Linked DNA regions of Mus musculus: all the other regions are linked to region 1. The links are chromatin contacts, called in public Hi-C and promoter capture Hi-C maps. All regions are on one chromosome and are shown on one strand. The core of a region is the stretch at or near the end of the contact, and the rest is flanking DNA. Distances in the headings are between cores, read along the strand shown. Region 1 holds the start of Lactb2 (lactamase, beta 2). Region 2 has its middle 3.8 kb from the start of Gm39595. Region 3 has its middle 69 kb from the start of Tram1.

What was found. Promoter capture Hi-C pulls out the DNA fragments that hold promoters and counts their contacts. A called contact is a pair of places that touch in the nucleus more often than the background predicts.
Region 2: a promoter capture Hi-C map of the HPC-7 cell line shows a contact between it and region 1, with 3 times the contacts expected there. The contact joins the enhancer-like site here to the promoter of Lactb2 in region 1. A contact is called at or near these places in 4 of 39 promoter capture datasets (the C10 cell line, the HPC-7 cell line and pre-B cells), 4 of 484 Hi-C or Micro-C datasets (CD4 T cells, the G1E-ER4 cell line, the HPC-7 cell line and 1 more), 6 of 115 datasets of contacts at active chromatin or transcription factors (bone marrow-derived dendritic cells, embryonic stem cells, memory CD8 T cells and 3 more) and 1 of 9 other capture datasets (adipose tissue).
Region 3: a contact with region 1 is called in a Hi-C map of regulatory T cells, with 2.1 times the contacts expected there. The contact joins the enhancer-like site here to the promoter of Lactb2 in region 1. A contact is called at or near these places in 2 of 39 promoter capture datasets (the HPC-7 cell line and pre-B cells), 1 of 15 datasets of contacts at CTCF or cohesin (large pre-B cells), 6 of 484 Hi-C or Micro-C datasets (the Ba/F3 cell line, the G1E-ER4 cell line, the N1E-115 cell line and 3 more), 7 of 115 datasets of contacts at active chromatin or transcription factors (the 230-238 cell line, CD8 T cells, double positive thymocytes and 4 more) and 4 of 9 other capture datasets (adipose tissue, liver, macrophages and 1 more).

The regions. Positions count from the first base shown.
Region 1 is chr1:13,657,410-13,662,471 of GRCm38.p6, reverse strand. It overlaps Lactb2 (lactamase, beta 2), which reads left to right and starts at 1,963. Exons shown (of 7, transcript NM_145381.2): 1 at 1,963-2,143. The coding sequence starts at 2,022.
Region 2 is chr1:13,423,656-13,428,717 of GRCm38.p6, reverse strand. No RefSeq gene overlaps it. Among named protein-coding and RNA genes, the nearest start is that of Gm39595, 3.8 kb to the right of the region's middle. Within about 2 kb of position 2,132, at least 280 of the 459 cell types and tissues checked have an H3K27ac peak or open chromatin away from gene starts, as enhancers often do. A contact at or near this core is called in the G1E-ER4 cell line, the HPC-7 cell line, the N1E-115 cell line and 6 more, where this site is marked.
Region 3 is chr1:13,518,854-13,523,915 of GRCm38.p6, reverse strand. No RefSeq gene overlaps it. Among named protein-coding and RNA genes, the nearest start is that of Tram1, 69 kb to the left of the region's middle. Within about 2 kb of position 2,040, at least 11 of the 459 cell types and tissues checked have an H3K27ac peak or open chromatin away from gene starts, as enhancers often do. A contact at or near this core is called in CD8 T cells, memory CD8 T cells and regulatory T cells, where this site is marked.

The DNA of each region.
Region 1 (5,062 bases), core at 714-3,213:
AAGCCTGCCTCTGCCAATCTGAGGACAATCACCCATGGGACAAGCCAGAGCTCCCCTTTCTCCTCCCCCACCCCCACCCCTGGATTAGACACTGGTCCCAACTCTGTGGGCCTCCAAATCTGTTCTTGGCTCTTCTGTGATTGATTCTCAGCTGTGCCTGGATGTATGTCCAAAAGTCTGAGAAACCCACAGCCCTGGCCTCATCGCAGGCCCAGGGACCCCAGAACCAGTTCCAGCTTTCCCACATCTCAGACTGTGGTTTCCCACCCCTGAAGCTGTGTCTTGGTGCTTCCCTACAGCACTGCACCCATCCCACCAGCTGTAGACACAGTCAAACTCTCCAAGAGGCCATGCCCAGCGGACGCAGACCAACATATATCCATGCACTAGACTCCACTCAAGTAAGCATGCAGTCGCATACTTCACAGAGAAAGACAGCCTTACTGGGTTGTCCCAGACTGTCCACCCAGGTTTTTCTTCTACATAGTGAATTCAGTCTTGGTTGTGTGCCTCAGCATTTGCTGGAGGAGCCATATTCCTAAAAGGAGTAGGCTAAGGTAGTGAATACACTCTACATCTCTTTTGTGGTATATATTCATCATAATTTGATGGATATCTTAGGATCTGTGCATTTTCTTATAAGTAACTTATAACTAAAAATTTTAAAGTGGGAAGCAATGCTTAATACTTGCTGATTGGGAAAGGCAGAGAAAATTGGAAAAGACAGAGCAATTATATCACTTTCACCTTGGACACTAAACCAACCTATTTCCCTTGGCAAGGGTAGGATAGAGAGGAGATAAACAAGCCCCTCCACTCTGCGCAGATAGCACCATGTGCTCATGTAAAACAAGTGGAAGCAGAGCTTGGCTCTCCCAAACTCCAATTTACATTTATAAAATGGGGGGAAATTGTGCCTGTTAAGAGTTAAGAACTGCCGGGTGGTGGTGGCGCACGCCTTTAATCCCAGCACTTGGGAGGCAGAGGCAGGCATATTTCTGAGTTCAAGGCCAGCCTGGTCTACAAAGTGAGTTCCAGGACAGCCAGGGCTACACAGAGAAACCCTGTCTCGAAAAAAAAAAAAAAAGAGTTAAGAACTACGTGGGATTTTAAGAGTAGATAACTAATGGGGTTTGGGGCGATAGATCAGTTATTAAAGTGATTGCCTTATAAGCACGACAAGCAGAGGCTGATCCCCCAGAACCTATGTAAAAATGTGGGGCATGGTGTCTCATTTTTATAATGCCTGTACTGGGGAGATGGAGACATGGGAATCTCTGGGGCTGTCAACCGCTGGCCAGTCTGGCCTGGGTGGCAAGTCAACACTGGTGAAGGGTATGCACAGTTCCTGAGTCACCTGAAATTGTCAAATTGTCTTCTGGCCTCTGCAGATATGCACAGTCGCTTTTATTTTCTTTCTTTCTTTTCTTTACTTTTTTTTTTTTTTCCTGTTGTTGAGGATTAAAAAGTAATGTTCGGAGGTGGCCCTTGGCTAGACGCACACAGGTACAAGTAAGCATTGGTTGCCATCATTTATTGTAAAAGGTAAGCTATTCTTCAAATCACCAGCCTGCCATTCCTTCCTAAGTTGGTGACTCAGTAAATACTCCCCATACCTGCCTAGCTTGTGACCTTCCCTCCCCCACTTCTGGAGGTTAACTTCAATGAAGTAACTGCATTCTTCTTTATGGATATGTAAAGCTACTTGGAAACAAGGCTCAGAGACACAAGAAGCTCAGCGACGGAGCCGGCTGAGGCCAGTGCGGGCGGGTCAGGCCACCTCATGCCACAGTCACCGCGAACTCATCCCTCCACCCCACCCCCGTCACTTGGCTGACGGGCGTGCCAGCAAGTCGTAAGATAGTGGCCGCCAATCCGCTCCGGGCCACTGAGCGAAGTCCCACGTGATCCGCGCCGGGCCTGACGTCACGAGACCGCCGCCCTGCCCTCCGAGCCTGAGGTCGCAGCACGCTGAGTGACTTGGAATTCGGGTGCCGGCGGTCACCGAGGTAGATAGAGAGATGGCTGCCGCTCTGCAGCGCATCGAGCAGCTGTCCAGTCGGGTGGTGCGCGTGTTGGGCTGCAACCCGGGTCCCATGACCCTGCAAGGCACCAACACGTACCTGGTGGGGACCGGCAGCAGGTAAACGCCACCCCCGAGCCCCCGCAGCTCACGCAGTCACGTGGCAGGGAGGCAGCGAGAGGCCAGGCTAGCCCCCAGCGCGTCCCCGAGCTCTGCGGAGGACAGAGGGTGTAAGAAAAGCACAGGCTTCCCAAGTCTGACTCACAGTTTACTTGCTGTCTCGCTGCCCGCAGGTGGTGACCGAGTGAGTTTACCGTAGCCTGTGTGTTAGTGCACACTTGAAATCCAGTGTTTGGAACGCAGAGGCAGGAGGTCGCCCCCAGTACGAGGCCATCCTAGGCTACATAGCCACTTTCAGGCTTGGTTGGGTCATATAACTAGGCCCTTAAAAGTTTACTGTAAGCAATTGACTATACTAAATCCAGTCTCTTACAGTAGAGGGCAGAATTTGCTTCTAGTTCAACCGGAGTCTAAACCCGACAGAGCAACCCAGCCTGTGGGTAGGAGAAACTAACTCTTGCTTTTTCTACTAATCGTGTATGACAAGCATATCTTGTTTGCGTTTAAAGTCTCTATTATATTAACTCTTCTAGAGTAAAGGATATTTACAAGCATCGGACTCTAAAAGTAGACATAAAAGGTTTAGCCCAGAGTGAATCAGGCCAGGGGAAAGTACGGGACCTTTAGGCTTCCGGCATGCTTTTAGCAGCAGAGTGCCTAACCTCTAGAGTATGGTCTGAGCCCAGGACAATCTCTTCGATGTGCCACTTTAAACCCATTCTGAAGTCAGCACCTAAGCCGGAAATTGCAAATAGTCTGAATAACCCTGGAGAATGCCCTGCTGGAGTTTGCTGTATGGTTCCAGGACATTCAACACAGCCTGCTTTTCTTCGAGGGTTAAAATAGATGGCTGGTTTCTATGCAAACTGGATGAAGAAGTTACTAAGATGAACAGTTGCTAAGCACAAATGTTCACTGGAATCATATATTGTACTTAAGTAATAGTTTTATTTTTATAGGCTCTTTAGGTAGTAAGTAATGGTAAAATAATTAACGTGCAGATGATGCTACTCAAACTAAAGGGTGATTAGAAACAAATATTAACTGGGTCCAAAGCAGATGTTCAAGACTTGTGTCCACTGCTCCGCATCACAAAAAGGTCTAAGATGATAGGTGGCACTATATCATTGAACTCATTTTTACACTTCTGTTTCTGCTAACTTTGGGGCTCATTGGCCAATCCCTCCTTGCTGACACAACATCCTCTCTAGCTGCTGGTCTCTCATTCTCCATCTTTATCAGAGTTTTGTACTTCTCTAAATGCAATCCTAACTTCATGCTATTCAGTTACAGTTGTGTGTCATGCATGCGTATGTGTGTGTGCAAGTGAGTGTGTATGTGTGTGTGTGTGTGTTTTCTTAACTCTCCCCCATTACCTGTGCTCTTCAGACTGAACCCTACTAAAGTGAAGCACAGGCCTTCCTGAGTTGATCTTATAAACAGAACCATCACTGTATTTGAGCAAACAAAACGCTTAAACACTCCTTAACATTTTTCTCCTCCTGGCACACATCCAAGCCATCTTGGCAATGTGGTTTTGACTTCTATTAACCCATTCAGTTCTTGCATAGATGTCTGCACTAACCTCCTAACTGGGTTACCTGCCTCTGCTTTTATCCCTCAGCCCATTCTCCCAAAGGCAGCCATCTTGTTCACCCTCTGGCCCAGCCATGCAGCCTTCCTAGTGTCCCAGATGAGGCATATTTCGCCCTCCAGACTTTAAGTTCTCTTCCGATTTTTTCCACTTCACTCACTCTTTAGAGCTCACGTAAAATGTCAGTTCCTTGTGGAAGTTAGCCCTGACCTCTTAGACAATATTGTAATGCACTGTAGGTTTTGTGGTGTTTATCTCAACTGTAGTTTTTGGTTTTTGGTTTTAAGTTTAAGGTCTGTAATGTATGAAATCCACTGTCTCTCTCTACTTGGTTATCCCACTGTAATGGAAGATGAGCCAAGGTTTATTTTCATATTCCCAGCCCCAAGCCTTGGACAGCAGAAGTGGCATAGTGAATCCTTACTGAATATTTGCTTACATTTTTTTTCTCTTAATTTTTGCTTTTGTTTGCTTCTTGGAGTACTGACAGCTTTAGCTGTCCTTTGTCCTTTGTTCTGGTCAATTTGTAGACATCACAGTTCACTAAAACCCTGGTAGACCTACCCTGACATTAAAATGCCCTTACTCAATAGTCTTTTCCAGGGTATATAACAGTCTTCCTCTGTTCAAGAGCCACTGATGGCTGAAATTCTAACCTTCCCTGTCTAAATGACTTTGAGGACAGATTTTGTGTACTATAGCAGAAGAAAGGGCCGTATAATTTAAGCTATTTTCAGTGTGGATATTACTTTGAGAACTTCGTATTTTGAGTACTGTATTTATAGGATTTGTTCCTCCCTGTCCTTCCTCCAACTTCTCTCCGATTCGTGGACTCTTTTATGTAAGTGTCATGGTTACATATATAATTATATAAACACCACCTGCTGAGTGCTTTCTTTATTGCTCCTATGCATCTGTTTAGGACTGACCACTTACTATGGTGTGTGTGTGGGTGGGGGCTCCCTGGAGGATTCACTGATTCTTCCCAGCACCATTGACTGCCTGTAGCTCTTTCTCTAGGGCTGCAGCCTTGTGAGACTTCTTCCATCCATGTTAGCATGTCAGCTGCTATTGTCATTTTTCAGGTCTTGTTTAGCCAGCGATCATATGGTTGAAATTTCATGAGTGTTGTATGTGGAAAACACTGTCTTGGAGCAGACATCCTGATTCTCTTGCTTTTACAAGTCTCCCCAGCCACCTTCCTCAGTATTCTCCAACCCTACATGTTGGGGTTGTATTGTAGATGCATCAACTAGGGTTGGACACTCTGGTCAACCACCTTTGCCTGCTTTAGAATCTTGACTGTTTCCTCGCTTGTGAGACTT
Region 2 (5,062 bases), core at 883-3,382, 230 kb after region 1:
GCCCCACACCAGATGGAAATACAAGAGAACTAGACAAATATCTCAGCTCGCTAGAATCCATCTTAGGGATCCTCTAAGAAAAGTCAGGTAGGGGGAAGTGGGAAACTGTAATAGGTTTGGAGGGGATTCATTCCAAACTGTGATATAGTTATCACTGAGGGATGAGGGCACAGAGACATGGAGCGCCAACTTTACAGTTAGAGGTATGAATGTCAGAAAAATGACTCCGAGAACTACAGGAAGGATCCACAGCTGAGGCTAGAAGGCTCAGTGTGCATGTCTACACCATGACCTCTCAAGGTGTGTGATCCTCAGAGGCCTGCTACTCGAGGGACTAAAGATGACAAAGCTATCAGGGGAGCTTTTAGGGTCCCAGCACAGAGACAGATGTTGTCCTGGCCATCTTGACTCAAGCTTTCCTCAGGCCTTCCAAGTCCACGGTCCTTAAACTGAAGTGCAGCCTTCAGAATAAGGAGCAGAAATAGCCACAAGGAGGGTGGAGCCAGCTTGCTCTGAGGGGCTTTTTGTCTGGTGATTCTGTGACTAAAGATAATATTTGTTTATCTTGTAGTTTAACTTGTGTCTTGTAATCCAGCAAGCTAGAGAGAAAAATGTGGAACTACAAGTGAGTTAGTGAGCGATCCGATCCGTCGTACAGGGTATAATTTGCAGGCCTGGGACAGGCTGCAAGAACACAATCAGCAGTTAGGAGAGAATGTGGTTTTTCTGCACTCTCTCCAAGCCGACAGAAGGATAACTTGAAAGTGCTGATTGCAAAGAGCATTTGCTACAGACTCAGCTGCTTCACTCACAGAAACAACTGTATTGGAAACACGGGTTTTTTTTTTTTTTTTTTTTTCCTCAACACTCTAAATTCCTACATAGTTAGATAATACCATAAAACTAAAATCCTTCCAGAGTGCTCCAAAGCCACAGTAAATGGAAGACTTTAAACTTGTCAACCAGACATCAGAACGTGATTAAGGCAGCTCTAATACCATGTCAGCTGTTATACCAGAGTCAGCTGTTATACCAGAGGGATGGGGACGCGTGGAGCATCAAGAAGATGGCTCAGTGGGTAAAGCCTTGCACACTAAAGTCCGTTGACCTCAGTTAGATTCCCCAGAACCCACATAAAAAATCCAGAGGTGGTGGTGCACATCTGTAGTCCTCAAACACCCACAAGGAGGCACGAAGTGAAGACAGAGGAATCACCTAGAAGCTCACAGGTCAGCGAGCTGAGTAAACAGAACCTTAGAAACAAGAGAGACCCTGCTTCAAACAATAGAGGAGGGAACCAAGTCCTCTGGCCTACAGCAGGGCACAGATGCATCAGAGTTACTAAGGTGACATAAAAGTACCAGCGAACACACTAATGATCATAAGTAAAATTAGTTATTCTCTACGACTGGAATGAAAGAGCCACTGTGTTTGCCTGTCATTTCCGCTGTTCAGGAGGCTGAGGCAGCAAGATCACGTGAGCTCAAGGGGTTAAGGCAAGCAGTGGGCATCTCAGCCAGCTCTTGCTCCCTACAGAGAAAAGACAGACAGCCAATGAGATGACTAAGGGGGAAAGGACATTTGCCACCAGCAAGCTTGATGATCTGAGTTCAATCATTGGGGATCCACGCAGTGGAGAGAGCAGACTGCAGCAAGCAATCTGCCTGACCTCCACACCCATGTCTTGGCAGGCGCGAACTTCCCCACCCCCTGTCGTACGCCCCACTCCACCTCACCCCACCCCCGCGCTCGCACAAACATACGCAGGCAATTTCAAAAGAAATACGTAGATAGAAAGAAGAGGAGAGAGAAGGGGGGAAATGGGGGAGGGGGAACTAAAGAGTTCAGGCCCCAGGATTTAGCTCAACCGGTAGAGTACTTGTGTAGCACGCATAAAACCCTGGGTTCAGTCCCCAGCTCTGCATAAAGCAGATGTTGTGATCCCTGCGTGTAATCTCCACTACTAGTGAGACCAGCCTGGGCTACATGAGATCATGCGTCAAAATAACAAGGAAAGAAAGATGGGAGCAAACAAAGCGCAGAGAAATTGCAGGAAGGAGTCAACTCGGCCGGCCGAGTCTGAGTCTGTCCGAGTCCGGCAGAGAGTTCCTCCTCCCTGCCGCTGGCTCCTCCTCGAGCTCTGGCCACAGGCTAGGCTCAATAGTATTGAAGTGGCGCCAACAGCCAGTTAGCAAAGCAGCGGGGCAGCAAATTGATTATACAGTTAGCTGTGGAAAAACCGAATTTCTTTATTAAGGGAAAATGAAATCCGGTTAATTGATGCTGCCACGACCCTACCCCCACCCCACCCCCCACGTGCCAGTTACCCCACTGCCTCTTTTGGCTCTTTCACTTCGCTGTGAGGCTGAAACGCGGCCAAAAAAAAAAAAAAAAAAAAAACCGACAGAAGCTTTACTCATTTAAAAATAAGGCAGGTTTTGAGCCGTCCCCGCCCCGCCCCGCCCCGCCCCCCCCCCCCCCCACTTTGCATGATGATTTTTCCAGCTACAATTACTGTAACTCACTCATTATAGAGGATAGCATGGCAGGCAAACAGGCAAGGGGGGGAAAAGTGTGGTAAGACAGTTGGCAGGATGTGAATTGGGAGCCTTTGCCATCTAATTTTAAGCAGTATTTATAGAGAGCACCCATAATACAGCATTCAATGTCTCACAGAAAATCTCTTAAGTAGTAGAAACATTTACTGAAGTCATTAGTGCAGCTCATGGACACCAATGAGGGAAAAAATTAATAAGGCTGCTAACTCCAAATTGAAAGGACAGGATCTAGGTGGGTACATCTTCATGGTGTGATCTCCAATTATAAAAACCACACGCCGGGGTTACCTCCAGACTCTAAGATGACACTGATGATTCACACAGTCCCAGAAAGCTTGCCAAAGATGAGCATTGTATGTACAGTTTTCCTTTCTAAGTCCTAAAACAGCTCCAGCTTGCGAGCACTTGCCAGACTCCTCCTTTGGGATCACTGGGAATTCCCAAATAGTTATAAGACATAATATAGAAAGAGTATGTATGCCCTTTGTCCAGGCTCCTTGAAAGCAACATCCTGTAGTTATAGCACAAATCTTATCACCAGGAAATGTGCATTGGTAAAAAAATCTAGCAGGCTTCTATGCATCCATTAAGTCTTACATGCTTGTATGTGTGCAAGCTCATAACGTGTATGTGTTCATGTCAGCATCATCAGTCAAGATACATCCCAAGTCCACGTGAAGACCAATCTTGCTACTTACTCTCTCAAAGCCTGGCCACCATCTTAGACCACTAATACGTTTCCATCTCTGAATGCGGTCATTTCAAGGATGTTGTAGTGAGTGGGACCATACATCTCAAGACTGACTTTTCATTTGCTACCAATTCATTGAGATTCATCAAAGTTGTTGTATATATATATATGTGTGTGTGTGTGTGTGTGTGTGTGTGTGTAATTTACTCCTTTTCATTGTTGAATAATATTCGATGCATGGATGGATTATTTGTTTAATCACTCATCTTTTGAAGGAATTGTGAGTTGTCTTCCAAATTTCGGTCGTCAGAAGTAAAATTATTGTAAAGATTTGTATATAGGTTTTATGTAAGCATCAATTTTCATTTTCCTGAGACAAATGCCCAGAATAATTTTCATATGTTGTGTGTGTATACACTGTGGTGGTTTGAGTGTGTTGTGTGTGTGTGCACTGTGGTGGTTTGAGTGTGTTGTGTGTGTGTGCACTGTGGTGGTTTGAGTGTGTTGTGTGTGTGTACACTGTGGTGGTTTGAGTGTGTTGTGTGTGTATACACTGTGGTAGTTTGAGTGTGTTGTGTGTGTGTACACTGTGGTGGTTTGAGTGAGAAATGTCCTTCACAGGATTCAGATATTTGAATAACATTTGGTCCTAAGTTGGTGGTACTGTTTAGGAAGCTAAGAAATATTCAGGAAGTGAAGCCTTTCTGGAGGAAGTATGTCACTGGAGGATGGCCTTGGAGAGTTTATAGCCTAGCTTTGCTTCTGGTTGGCACCCTAGACTTCCTGTGTGTCTCTCAACTTCCTGCTTTAGCAACCAGCTCATCCCTCTCCCTGAAATTATGGACTCCTTTTCTGGAACAGTAAGCCAACATGAACTCTTCTCTCTGTAAGTTGCCTTGGTCATGGTGAGCTAACACAGCAACAGAGAAGTGCCTGATGCAGCAATGTAATTAGTGTGATCATTGTCTTAGACAGGAGATAAAATATTGGGATCTGTAAGACGGTGTGGTGTTTAAGAGCTTGCTCTGGGGCTGGAGAGATGGCTCAGTGGTTAAGAACACTGACTGCTCTTCCAGAGGTCCTGAGTTCAAATCCCAGCAACCACATGGTGGCTCACAACCATCTGTAATGGGATCTGATGCCCTCTTCTGGTGTGTCTGAAGACAGCAACAGTGTACTCATATACATTAAATAAATAAATAAATAAATAAATAAATAAATAAATAAATAAATAAATAGTTTGCTCTGCTCTTGCAGAGAACCTCAGCAGGCTCAGCATCTTGTTCTGGTCTCCAGGCATGTGTGGCACACAGTGTGCAGCGCACACACGCAGTGTACAGTAGACACAGTGCCAGAGAAAGCAAAGCAAAGACTGTATCATAATATAGTAAATCAGGGCGATTGTCCAACACTTGGGAGTCAGCAGCAAATACATTGGGTACCTAAATATTATGAAAACCATACTAAAAATGGCCCACAGTAAAAAGGGGATAGAATTAGCTACTTGGCAGCATGGAGTCTCTGACTATAAGCAAGATGTTCTGCGTAGCAGTTTCGCCTCCTCTCAGTTGAAGGCAGCTCAGAGTGGAATGTAACCGTCCCTGAACCTGCTTAGAGAAGCCCACTCAATGAATAATGTGAAGCATGGTTTAGGTTTCTCTCATGTGCCAGGCATAACTATCAGATGTCCGCACTGGCCCTGTCCTCAGGGACTCCTTCCTAGTGAGTCTGCTGCTAAAGGAGTCACACTTTGGTAGCCACTGCACGAGTCACAGCCCTAAGTAGCAACAGTATGTTGCACAAGTGAGACAGA
Region 3 (5,062 bases), core at 791-3,290, 140 kb after region 1:
CCCCGTCACTAGAGCAGAGGACCAGGGTAACAGGTGGCTCAAAGCACCTATGTGAAGACTGCAAGTAAGAAATGAGCATCATTTCCAGGCACCTGGATCTGTGGGTGCAGTACAGAGTATGAGAGATGATATGAATCCCAACAGTAAGTTATATGAATCCCAACAGTGAGCTGTGACTGACGTCAAGGAGGGACTGGTGATGTCCTAAGCAAGACAGTCAAGAAATTGGCAATGATGATGTGGGAAGGGAAGACTGACAGAAACAGCCAGGGGAATGCTGGGATTAAAGGCATGCACACCAATGTCTGGCACCATGTTCCTTATTTAAGCAAACCTTAGAGACATGTTTGATGTGGGTGCTTAAGAACACTTGCACATGCATGCTTTCTTAAGCACATATGCTGCTCAGCCTGTAGAATTTAAGTTAACAAAGAACATGGGTGAATGGGGTTGTGTGTGCTTATTTAAACTGAGGCTCTGAAAAGCAAATTAAAAACCTATTAAGTACAGAGAAACCCTGTCTCGAAAAAACAAAAACAAACAAACAAAAAAACCTATTAAGAATAACTCTGATTTCTCTAATAACAGAATACTGACTTGTTTTACGTCAACTTAACACAGGCTAGAGTCATTTACCTGTGGTGCATTTTCTTCATTAATAACAGATATGAGAAGAATCAGCCCATTGTGGCTTGTGCAACCTCTTCACATGTGGTCCAGGACGGTATAAGAAAGCAGACTGGGCAAGCCATGTGGAGGTAGCCTGCAAGCAGCACCCTGGTGGCCTCTCCTTCAGTTTTGGCCTTAGGATTCTGTCTTGAGTTCCTGCCCTGACTTCCCTCATAATGGAGGTTGGCCCATGAGCTGTAAGTTGCTTATAACAGCAATAGAAACTATAACCAGGACAGACAGAAACTATACAGGAAGAAGTGAACAATTAAAAAAAGAAAGAAAGAGTAAGTTATGCAAGAATACATCTATAGGATGTACAGAGTTGGTTGTCAGTCAAAAACTAATGCCTGAAAACCAAACCAGCAAGTCAGCTACAGGAAGAAGTCACAACCGCTGTTCTGTATCTTTTAACACACACACACACACACACACACACACACACACACACACACACACACAAACACACACACACACACACACACACCCCTAGACACATACATGCATATATATATATATATACACATACATAAACATACACCTATACACATATATAAACACACACCTATACATATACATAAATATACAAACACACACCTACCTACATACATACATACATACATACATATACATATATACACATACCTGCATACATGCATATGCAAAAATATACACATATATAAACACATACAAACTACAAATGGAATTTTGTCAGCTATAACTTTATGAGAGCAGGTCTCCTTTTAGCTTGTCACTTAAACTTTTCAGTAGTTACAAATAAAAAAAAACCCTTAGTCCATTGGGCTTAGAGTATTCTGGGCCTTGTAATAGGCCTAATTTAAAAGGCAGTGGGGATGCTGGAGAGATGTCTCAATACTTAAGAGTATTGTTGCTCTTGCAGAAGACCTGAGTTCCATTCCCAGTACCCACATAATGGTTCATACATAACTGCAGTACCAGGGGAATCCAATAAGCACACATAGTGTACATACATGCATATGAGCAAAATATTCACACAGACATGAATCAATAAATAATTTTTTAAAACGGCAGTGGGTGTGGGTTAGCCTGACTGGAGTGATAGTTTGCCCTCCTTTGGGCTTCAAGCACGATCAGTAATTCCTATTGTCCTCCTATTTCTCTAAGTCTCTCCTAGATCCTGTTCTCCATAAAGAAGTAGCAAACTAGGAGGTTCATGAGCTCGTGGGACTCTGCAAATCAGCCTCTACCTGGAACACAAGTGTCCTTTGACCTCACCTTTTTTCCACTCTCCTTTTCAAAGACAAATTGGACTTTGGATGGGGGGTGAGGTACTGTCCTAGGTGTGGTCCATGCCACAGTTCCTTCACAGGATGGGGACAGTGGCTTCCAAGAGAAGTTTCTACTTTCTCTTTCCTCTATTGTTTTAGGTGACTTGTTTCCTCAGTTGTTTAAAGTGACTTGTAAAACCAAAACCAAAACCAAACCAAAACCAAAACCCAGAATCTTTAGAAAAAGCTGATGATCAGTACAAAAGTTTTGATGAGTCCAACGACCACACAGCAGCAAATGAACCCCACGCAGAGCCATCCTTTACCCCCTTCTCCGCCTTGTCTCTACGCTTTCACAGTTTCATACCTGCTATGTTAATTTGCTTAGATGGCCATAAGAATGCCAAAGGCCAGCGACTTAACCAATAACCACATTGACATTTGTTTGCATTTAAATTTTACCATTCTGAAAACTGTTTAAGACCAATCTGCTGGCTGGGCAGTGGTGGTGCACGCCTTTAATCCCAGCACTTGGGAGGCAGAGGCAGGTGGATTTCTGAGTTCGAGGCCAGCCTGGTCTACAAAGTGAGTTCCAGAACAGCCAGGGCTACACAGAGAAAGAAACCCTGTCTCGAAAAACCAAAAAAAAAAAAAGACCAATGTGCTGGCTGGGCACCCAAGACATCTTCTCCTTCCTTTTATTTTTATTTCTTTATTTACTTATCTATTTTTGCATGCAGGGTTTCTCTTTGTAACCCTGGCTGTCCTGGAATTCATTCTGTAGACCAGGCTGGCCTATAACTCAGCAATCCATCTGCCTCTGCCTCTGCATGTGCCACCACACCCTGCTCAAACTCTTCTTTTCTATCTCTCACAAGAAGAGAGACTCTTAGCTGCTTCTTCCTCTTTTTACAAAGGCAGTAATCTCACTGACATAGGCTCCATCCTTATGACCTCATTTAGCTTTAGTTACCTCCACAAAAGCCCTATTTATCCTCAAGCCTTGTCACAATTCGGGTTGAGACTTCAACGAATGAATTCAGGAAGAATTAATTGATAATACCCACTTTTGTATTCTTTCTGCTATTTAGCAACCTACTTGACATTTCTGTAAAGACCCAGTTGTTTTCATAATTATTTAATCTCAATTTAGGGTTTCTGCCCTGCTTTTATCATTCAGTTCCCAGATAAAAGACAAATAACTTTTATTTTTATGGTAAAACTTAGTCAACACTAGAGCTGGGCAGATATCTACCCTCTATGCTATTAGAATCTATTTCCCCATCAATATCCCTGAAATATAACTTGCAATGTTCCATTTGCACTGCTCTTAACCCCAATTGTTCAGCCCTCAGGCCACACATTTTTAACTCACTTACCCAATGGTGGCTTCCTCCTCTCTCCTGCTTCTTCTCCTCAGACTCCCAAGCCTGGGAACTCAAGAACACTGCCTATCTCTCTTCTGCCCAGCTATTGGCTGTGGCATCTCTATTCATTAGTCAGTGGTAACTGAGGGGCAAGGCTATATAGTGTCACTTGAGTATATGGAGACTCTTTTTCCCCTAGAGGCAACCAGGCCTGTGGGCCAGTATTTAGTATTACACTATAAGAAGAAGACCAAAGCTCAACAATTTTCCTTTTTTGTCTAATTAAAAAGCCTCATTCTCTTATAATAATCAACAACATATAGTAGAAACAATTATGAAAATTATTAGTAAGAGTTATATTTTAAAAGTCTAGTCTTGCTGGGCATGGTGGCACACACCTTTAATTCCAGCACTTGGGAGGCAGAGGCAGGCAGATTTATGAGTTCAAGGCCAGCCTGGTCTACAAAGTGAGTTCCAGGACAGCCAGGCTATACAGAGAAACCCTGTATCTAAAAACAAAACAAAAAATAAAATAAAACAAAACAAAAAGTACAGTCTTTTTTATATTTGGCAATTCAGAAGAAAGCAGTCTACTATCAATACTATCTTGGTGAGTTTAGAGTTTTGCATCTAATTTGATTTCTATCTTAATTTTTATCCTAATTTGCAATATTAACTTAAAAATATCTTCTTATACTTAAAACATTTCCTAACTGCTAAAAAGCTTAAGTTTAATTGTCAGACTATAACTATCTAGTCTTCAACCTTACCAGAGACTTAGAACAAATAAATATTTCTTGAGTATGTACAAAGCATAGGCACTCAGCTTCCAAAAATTATAGAAATGACAGACAGCTGACCTCCTAGACAATCCCCAATATTCTTCATAGTGTTGGAGCCTTTTGGCTCAGAATATCTGATAGAGCCTATGTAAAGGAAGACTTATGAAGGACTTGCTTACTTGTCTTGGCAGAGCTAGGCAGTTAACTATCCTGCATCCATTTGTCCTTTTTGGATAGCATTCTGTCTGTCTGAAGATGAATTTAGGGCATTTTCTTCTCTCAGTGTCTAGCTTGACACAATTGAGGTGAGCTGGATGGGGTTCTAGGAACCAAAGTCAGGTTTGCAAGAACAGCACATGCTCTTAAACTCAGAGCCATCTCTTCATCCATAAAGGCTCAGGCAGTTGCCAGGCATCTTCATCGTTTGTTTGCTGGTTTAGATAGTGTTTCGGTATGTATATAGCCTGGCATACCTAGAACTTGCTATGTAGATAAGGCAAACCTAGAGCATAGAGATTCACTTATTTCTGCTCCCCAAGTGCCAGCCTGATACAGATGTATTTTGGGAAAAAAAGAAAAAGAAAAAGGAAATCTAGGATAAATTATGTTTTTCCAAGACCATAAAAAAATGCTACAGAACCTTTCTCCCCCTTCACTCCAAGTTTGGTCTAGAAAAGAAAATATTCTAAGACCTAAGGACCTTTTCCTAGGTGTTTTCTTCAAGGGCCTGTCTTGCTAAGTAGAACTATGGAGAAGGTGAATCTCTTTAAGAAGTAAAGCACAGGGCTGCAGAGATAGCTCAGTGATTAAGAGAGCTTGATTTTGCAGAGGACCTGGGTTCAATTTTCTGCACTCACATGATGGCTCCAGTTCTACCATGGTTCAAATTCCCTCTTTAGAGGACCCACTGCACTCTTTATTATTACTATCATCATCATCTTTATTTATTCCCTTTACAATCTAACATCAGCCCTTTCTCTCCCCCCTCCCCCAT